Regions from separate parts of the Mus musculus genome. Here region 2 is linked to region 1. Evidence: chromatin contacts called from public Hi-C data. All regions are on one chromosome and are shown on one strand. The core of a region is the stretch at or near the end of the contact, and the rest is flanking DNA. Distances in the headings are between cores, read along the strand shown.

Evidence for each region. Hi-C and Micro-C count contacts between places; a contact is called where the count stands out from the background.
Region 2: a Hi-C map of the N1E-115 cell line shows a contact between it and region 1, with 18 times the contacts expected there. The contact joins two enhancer-like sites. A contact is called at or near these places in 1 of 484 Hi-C or Micro-C datasets (the N1E-115 cell line), 1 of 115 datasets of contacts at active chromatin or transcription factors (embryonic stem cells) and 1 of 9 other capture datasets (adipose tissue).

What each region holds. Positions count from the first base shown.
Region 1 is chr14:123,460,001-123,463,365 of GRCm38.p6, forward strand. Nalcn (sodium leak channel, non-selective) reads right to left here. Exons shown (of 44, transcript NM_177393.4): 13 at 237-428. Among named protein-coding and RNA genes, the nearest start is that of Nalcn, 170 kb to the right of the region's middle. Within about 2 kb of position 2,006, at least 1 of the 459 cell types and tissues checked has an H3K27ac peak or open chromatin away from gene starts, as enhancers often do. A contact at or near this core is called in the N1E-115 cell line, where this site is marked.
Region 2 is chr14:123,620,999-123,624,722 of GRCm38.p6, forward strand. The region is part of intron 1 of Nalcn (sodium leak channel, non-selective); the gene reads right to left. Among named protein-coding and RNA genes, the nearest start is that of Nalcn, 4.3 kb to the right of the region's middle. Within about 2 kb of position 2,258, at least 11 of the 459 cell types and tissues checked have an H3K27ac peak or open chromatin away from gene starts, as enhancers often do. A contact at or near this core is called in the N1E-115 cell line, where this site is marked.

The DNA of each region.
Region 1 (3,365 bases), core at 756-3,255:
CCAAAAATATTGTTTCGAGAATTTTACAATCCATGTGTACACCAATGGTGCTGAAAATGTATTCAAGTACCTGTACCCTGTAGAAGAGGCTGTTCAAAATACTAAAATTTAATGATCAAGTTATCAAAGACATGCTAATGCTTTTGAACCATGACTAAAATGGAATTCATTTTATGTTAATCACCACTGCTAAAATAAAAGAAATAGATTAAGTGGGCTATATATAAAGTTCTTACCCTTGGAAAAGTGGTGAATCTGTCCAGTTCTTCGACAAAACAGAACATCTGCAAACTGATGGCTGACATAACTATCAGGAGGCTGGCAGTGAACACCACCAAGCTTCCAAGTTTTTTCCCAGGACCAAATATCTTGTACACAAAGTCTTCCAATGCTGGGGAAATCTTAATAAGCCGGACTACCCGCAGAACCTAGTCATGGAGAAAAAGACATAGATGCTAGAAACAGAATTTACAAAATTCTACTACTAAAGTATTATTTTCATGTTACCATGTAAAACAGTTACACTTTTCCATTTCATCTAGAGACTAAAAATAGCAACACAGTAACTAAGACAATCCACCACGTGGCCTACTATCTAGTGAGAAAACAAGAATTCTCAAATCAATGAATGAGGACAAATATTGGCAACTGTTTCAACATACAATATGATAATTCAAAATAGTACTAACTAGTACATACTGCTGAAATGAAACATTTTCTCAATGCTTAACACCTAAGAAAATATTTAATTCTACATTAGGTCTGCTTAATGTCTCTTGAAATAAGTCTTCTTAGGTAATCCACACTAATAAATGGGGAAGATCAGACTTCTATTAAGGCCTGGTGCAGATTCATATTCCAACATCTATTATGTCCTTCTTCTTTTAAATAATAGATCTTCCTGGGTTTTTTGGCCAAATGACTCCCCAGGGCAACAGGCTCTATGTTTTAGCCTTTTCACCTGCTTGTGCCCAATGGACTAGGTTCAGGCTTCCCAAATGTGAAAACAAGAGAATGTGCAACTATAGGCATAGTAATTCAAGCTTGCCCTAGATATATTTATTTTCCATTTCTCTGGCCTAAAAATGGAAACAGATGGGATGGTACCTATGAACCCAAACTGAAAACCTTGTAAAGACTATAGATAGTCATATCCACCCTAACTGTCTGGGTTCTATGAATATCTCATGAAACAGAGCACCTACTTTTTCTGAGTATTAACCAACTCCAGGAGAGAAACAAGCACAGTCTTAGATAACCCTTGGGTTTTAGAGCTTTTCTGTACTGCTGAACTTGTCATCTTTACTCTATAGATGCTATACATTATAATATATATTTATTTGGAAGTATTTACAAAACCCAACCCAAAGAAAATAATTAATAAATTTGTTTTTAAATTTAAAATGATAATTATGTGCCAAACATGGAAATATTATTTTATAGTACTTTATTTTATTACAAATGAGCATACATTGATAAATCACATGCACCTTTTAAGGTAATAATATAATATGATTAAGAGGTATAAATTGAGGGTTTGAAATGAGACTCCATAGTTAAGAGTACTGGCTGTCCTTGTAAAGAAGAAATTTTAGTTCCCAGCAACCCACATCAGGTGGCTCACAGACACCTGTAACTCTTGGTCTTGAGCATCTGACACACACTCTTCTGGCCTCCATAGGCATCTGTCATTCATGTACCACACATACATACACACGGGCAAAAGACTCATACCCATTAAACAACAAAAAACACCCCCTTTTAAAAAATATAAATTGGCATGTGATAAAAAGCTGAAATGAGCATCATAGAAGTATGCTGTTTTTCATCAGGTATAAGGTGTCATCATTTTTCAGGAACCTCTAATAAATAAATAAAAATGTTGCAAACTAATATATGACAAGCCATCAATCACAAGAGGCAGTCCAAATTTAGAAATACTAAATTAATAAGCTGTGTTAGTGGCTTAAATGAAACAGCATGCACAAGCATCCATAGGAGACAAGGTAAACTGGAAAAGATGGATATCTTATTTGCAATATAGTAAAGAAAAGGAATACACTTTAAACATGAGATTTTAATGTTTCACAGATATAAAATAGCTCTTAGCTTTTGCCTTTCCAGTCTCTATCTTATCCTTACTCTTGACTTCCCTTTCTGAAATCATTTCTGCTGTATGCTTTGACCGTGAGGCATAAGCAGAGTCACCCAAGGTCTATGACTCAGGCTGGCTAGGATCCAGTATCCAGAGTTATCCTCAGGAGATTTGCTAGATAACTCAATTAGAGTTTTGGTTGCTGTTCCTTGTTTATCTCTAACAGGCATCACTACAAGAACCATTTAAGGCCCAGACTTCTGGGAAGCTATCTTTGTCAACCACATGGAACAAGCCTGCTTAAGAAAGAAATGAACATAAAAGTAAATAGGTGGACCCCACAACCTTTAATCTCTGAATTTTGCATTTTTATAAAGTCTACCTCTCTAGACTTGATTCAACAGGAAATAATGATGAACCTTATTGCTCTTATGCCAGAACAGATGCACAGCTTGCAGTATGTCAAGTAAATTAATGGCATGTATGACTGAATAAGTCATGAAGATGCACCCTTAAAATATTAATGCGACACTTGATAAAACTGGTGTGAGAAATGAAGCTGTCTGAATCAATATTACACCTCATGGTCTAGCTGCCAGCTTTTCATCCTGTAATTCCTGATACATTTCCACCCTGCCTTTGAATTTGTGAACATCCTCCCACTTCTAGAATGCTGGGATCATGTGCCTGGCTTATACTTGTCTTAACTTGATCAATAGGTTTGCAATCAAGACCTTCATTGTTTTAACTATCAGGCATAGTATCTATAATTATTTCTCACAATGTAGGCACAAAATGTTCAAGCAGATGTTCAAATCCAGACACTGCTGTCCAAGAACAACTGTGACAGGCATATATAGTATACTAGTCAATGTTCTCTTATTATGACAAGAAATGTCCTTGAACAAAAAATTAAATAGATTTATTACAACTCACAGTTTGTGAGGATTTACTCCATTGTGGTGTTAATCCTTAACAGTCTCTACACTATGTGATGTTACCACCTATAGGGCTGAGCCTTTTTAGCTAGTCTAAAAAAGAATTGGTACTATTAGCCCAGAAACTCAGACATATCCAGAGATGTGTCTTAAAAATAACTTAGTTGGATCTTAATCTAATAATACTGACAATCAAGATCAACTATTACATTTGATATGCATGCTTATTTACAGATATTTTAAAACATGTTGAAAATTTTTGTACAAACTACTTCAGTAATGGTTTCTAAAGATCATGATAGGATATAAGTGATGAGGTGTTTAAGACCAAA
Region 2 (3,724 bases), core at 1,008-3,507, 160 kb after region 1:
GCATTCTTCTACATGCTGACCACCAGTAGAACAAACACCATTTGTTGAAAATGCTGTCTTTTTTCCACTGGATGGTTTTAGCTCCTTTGTCAAATATCAAGTGACCATAGGTATATGGGTTCATTTCTGGGTTATCTACCTGCCTGTCACTGTACCAATACCATGCAGTAATAAAGAAATGTTCACCATCCTTAGTCATCAGGGAAATGCAAATCAAAATGACCTTGAGATTCCACCTCACACCAGTCAGAATGGGTCCCTGATGGAGGAGTTGGAGAAGGAACTGAAGGAGCTGAGCGGGTTTGCAGCCCCATGGAGGGAGCAACAGTGTCAACTGGCCAGACCCCCAGAGCTCCTGGGGACTGGACCACCAACCAAAGAATACACATGGGGGGACCCATGGTGCTGGTCACATATGTGGCAGAGGATGGCCTTGTTGGACATCAGTGGGAGGAGAGACCCTTGGGCCTGAGGGTGTTCAATGCCCCAGTATAGGAGAATACCAGGGAGGGAAGATGGGAGTGGGTGGGTGGGGGAGCACCCTCATAGAGGTGGGGGTGGGATGGGCTAGGGGAGTTCCAAAGGGGAGTCCTGGGAAGGAGAAAACATTTGAAATGTAAATAATGAAAATATCCAATAAAAAAATTACAACTGGAGATCATCATATTAAGCCAACTAAGCCAGTCTCACAGATCAATACTTCTCTCACTTGTAGACTGCAGATTGTTTGTAGATACATAAAATCATATATATGTATATATACATATGTCTATATAATATATTCATATGCATGTATATAGCATGAAAGCAAAAGTCAAAGAGAAGGAAGGAGGCCAGTTTGTGGGAAAGGAGGGGTAGAAAAAGCTGTGAGGTGAGTATAGTCAGAGAATATATTAGAAAATGTCCCTAAAGGAGCTAGAGAAAGTATCCAAGGAGCTAAAGAGATCTGCAACCCTATTGGAGGAACAACATTATGGACTCTAGCTGCATATGTATCAAAAGATGACCTAGTCGGCCATCACTGGAAAGAGAGGCCCATTGGTCAGGCAAACGTTATATGCCCCAGTACAGGGGAATGTCAGGGCCAAAAACTGGGAATGGGTGGGTAGGGGAGTGGGGGGGGGGGGACTTTTGGGATAGCATTGGAAATGTAATTGAAGAAAATACGTAAGAAAAAAAAGAAAATGTTCCTAAGAAACTCATCACTACTCACAATAAAAATATGCCACAGAAGTATTAATATACACTAAGGACTCAAAATTATGTAACCCTTATTATCTGCCTAATACACAGCTTTTGTACTTTACAATTAACTCACCCAATTAATTTCCAACTTTTACATTTTCCCTTCCTTTGTAGTTCTCATTTTTCCATTTTCTTTGCTTCTTCACCTGGAGTTTTCATTCCTAATGTCCTTTTAGCTCTCAGAGCTGAGAGAAGCCACAAAATTTCCAAGCCACATTTTCTCCCACACATATTACTTTTAGCTATCAACAATACTTTAAAATATCCATTCTACAATGCTCAGATTATGTTTATAAGGAATCTGCACTCAGAACCTTATTGAAGATAGCAAATATAAGTGCCTCAAAGTCTTTTTTCTCTTTATTTAACTGATTTTCTGATATTCATGTACTTCAATCTCACTGTTTTCAAGCCTTGCGTGCATCTTCTTTTATTTGAGCCTATATAGTAATTGTTCTGTAATATTTTTTTCAGAATTACCCATTTTTAGAATATTATTTTACTGTTTATTGACAACTTGGGATTGAGAGTATCAAGTCAGTCTGAAATTTGCACACATATAATTTAAAAAGAAATCAAACACTTGGTCAGAATGCTGATGAGTTATTTTCCTTCTCATTTTCAAATTCAGTCTTCACCAGGCTATATGTAGACGTTGGCTCTGCTCTATTTATTTTTCCTGGCATATGACTGCCTATTTTGATCCGTGTATTTGGATACTTTTTATCTAAAAGTGGAAAATGATCTTATTTCACTCTGAAACATGGCTGTGTTCCATTTGTGCTGTTTTCTTGGTCATGAAGAGCATGTGTGTATGTCTTTGTTGGCCATCTTCCAGACATGCCATCCTCTCTGCAGACAAAGTGCTCCTTTCATCTCTTTCCTTTGTATAATTGGATATAATTTTCCCTCTTGATCCCCCGACAAATGACTCCTTTGGCTACAGGGTTCTGGTCTTTTGTATTTCTAATCTTCTTTAGCTATGTCCCTGGAGCTCTGCACCTGCTCCTCCTCTGGACTAACTGGTTCAGTCCCTGACAGATGAGCATATTCCTTTGGGTCTAGCTCTTCTTGCCCTGGGACCTGCTGGGGAAAATGCTTCAGAAGTGAAGCATTTGACTCACTAACATCCAGTGTCCAGGGTTAATCATCACCATCCTAACATTAGGAGGTTGTTCTAGAATTTCTCTTTCTTATGTTTGTATGACTCTCCTAGAGAGAGCTGTAAACTGTAACATCTCTATGGACTCAACCCAAAGGCTTTGTTTCTAAGATCCAGTCTATGTTCCTTTTCTTCCTCAACTTGTGGGTGCACAGTTTTAAATAAAATTCCTTTGTTCACTTATTTGAAGTTTATGTTAAAAAAAGGAAAAAGCAAAACACTAGGCTGAGCAACACCCCTATTTTGCCCAAAAATTCTTGCATTTATTTACTTTTTTTCAGCTTTCGATTTTTATAGTTTTCAACCTCAGTTTCAATATAAAGGTTTAATTTTGTTACTTTGTTTTCAGGAGAATTTCTTACAAATCTAAATAGCTCAAAGGTCATAAGGTCAGGTTATTATTTATTTCCAGAGGGAATGTCACTCACACGTTTTTAAAATGTCAGGTTTATATGTAAAGCATGGAATATAGTACCTATATTTAAAATTATATTTTATGGGGTTGAAGTGATAACTCAGCTGCTAAGAATACTAAATAATTTTTCAGAAAAAAGAAACACTTAAGATAGCATTCGATTAATGTATCATTATGTTCTATGAAAAAGAAGAAGCAACAAGTAGCCAATGACAGCTGTAACAGTCTATCAGGTGAGGCTATGCTTGTTAAGGATAGTGCTATAAAGTCTTACAAAGTTTTAAAGTAAGCAAACTATATAGAAGCACTTCAAATGTTTATAAAAATAGTATGTAAAATCAATGGCATAAAGACTGATCAACATTATGACCACAGCTATGCAAAGTTCTGAATTTAACAAGGCTACTAAGGCTACTAAAAATGTAAATGTTGTACTCATTTGTATTAGGTTGTTTAAAAAAAAACTATATGGATATCTCTTTTTTCCTGTGTTTTGCCTCTATTTCCTTTATTATTTAAAATAAAAACCCTATTTAGTTTCACCAACATGACTGCCTAAACATATGTTGAACAAGGACAACAGCAATGGATATGCTATTGTAGACAGTACACCAAGAACCACTCAGGAATGCTGAAAGGAGGTTAAATGGTCTTGCACAGGAAAGAGCACACCAAGTGGCAATCCAATACCAAATGGTCAGACTACACACATACACACAAGTAACATTATATAGACTGAGTAGGTTATAATTAGTTATACATATGAATATGCATATGTAAACATGTACAATAATGAAATGACAGGCCATGAATTTGAAAGATAGCAAGGAGGAGTATATGGGAGGAATTGGGAGGAGGAAAGGGAAGAGAGAAATGATGTAATTATAATGTCAAAAATATAT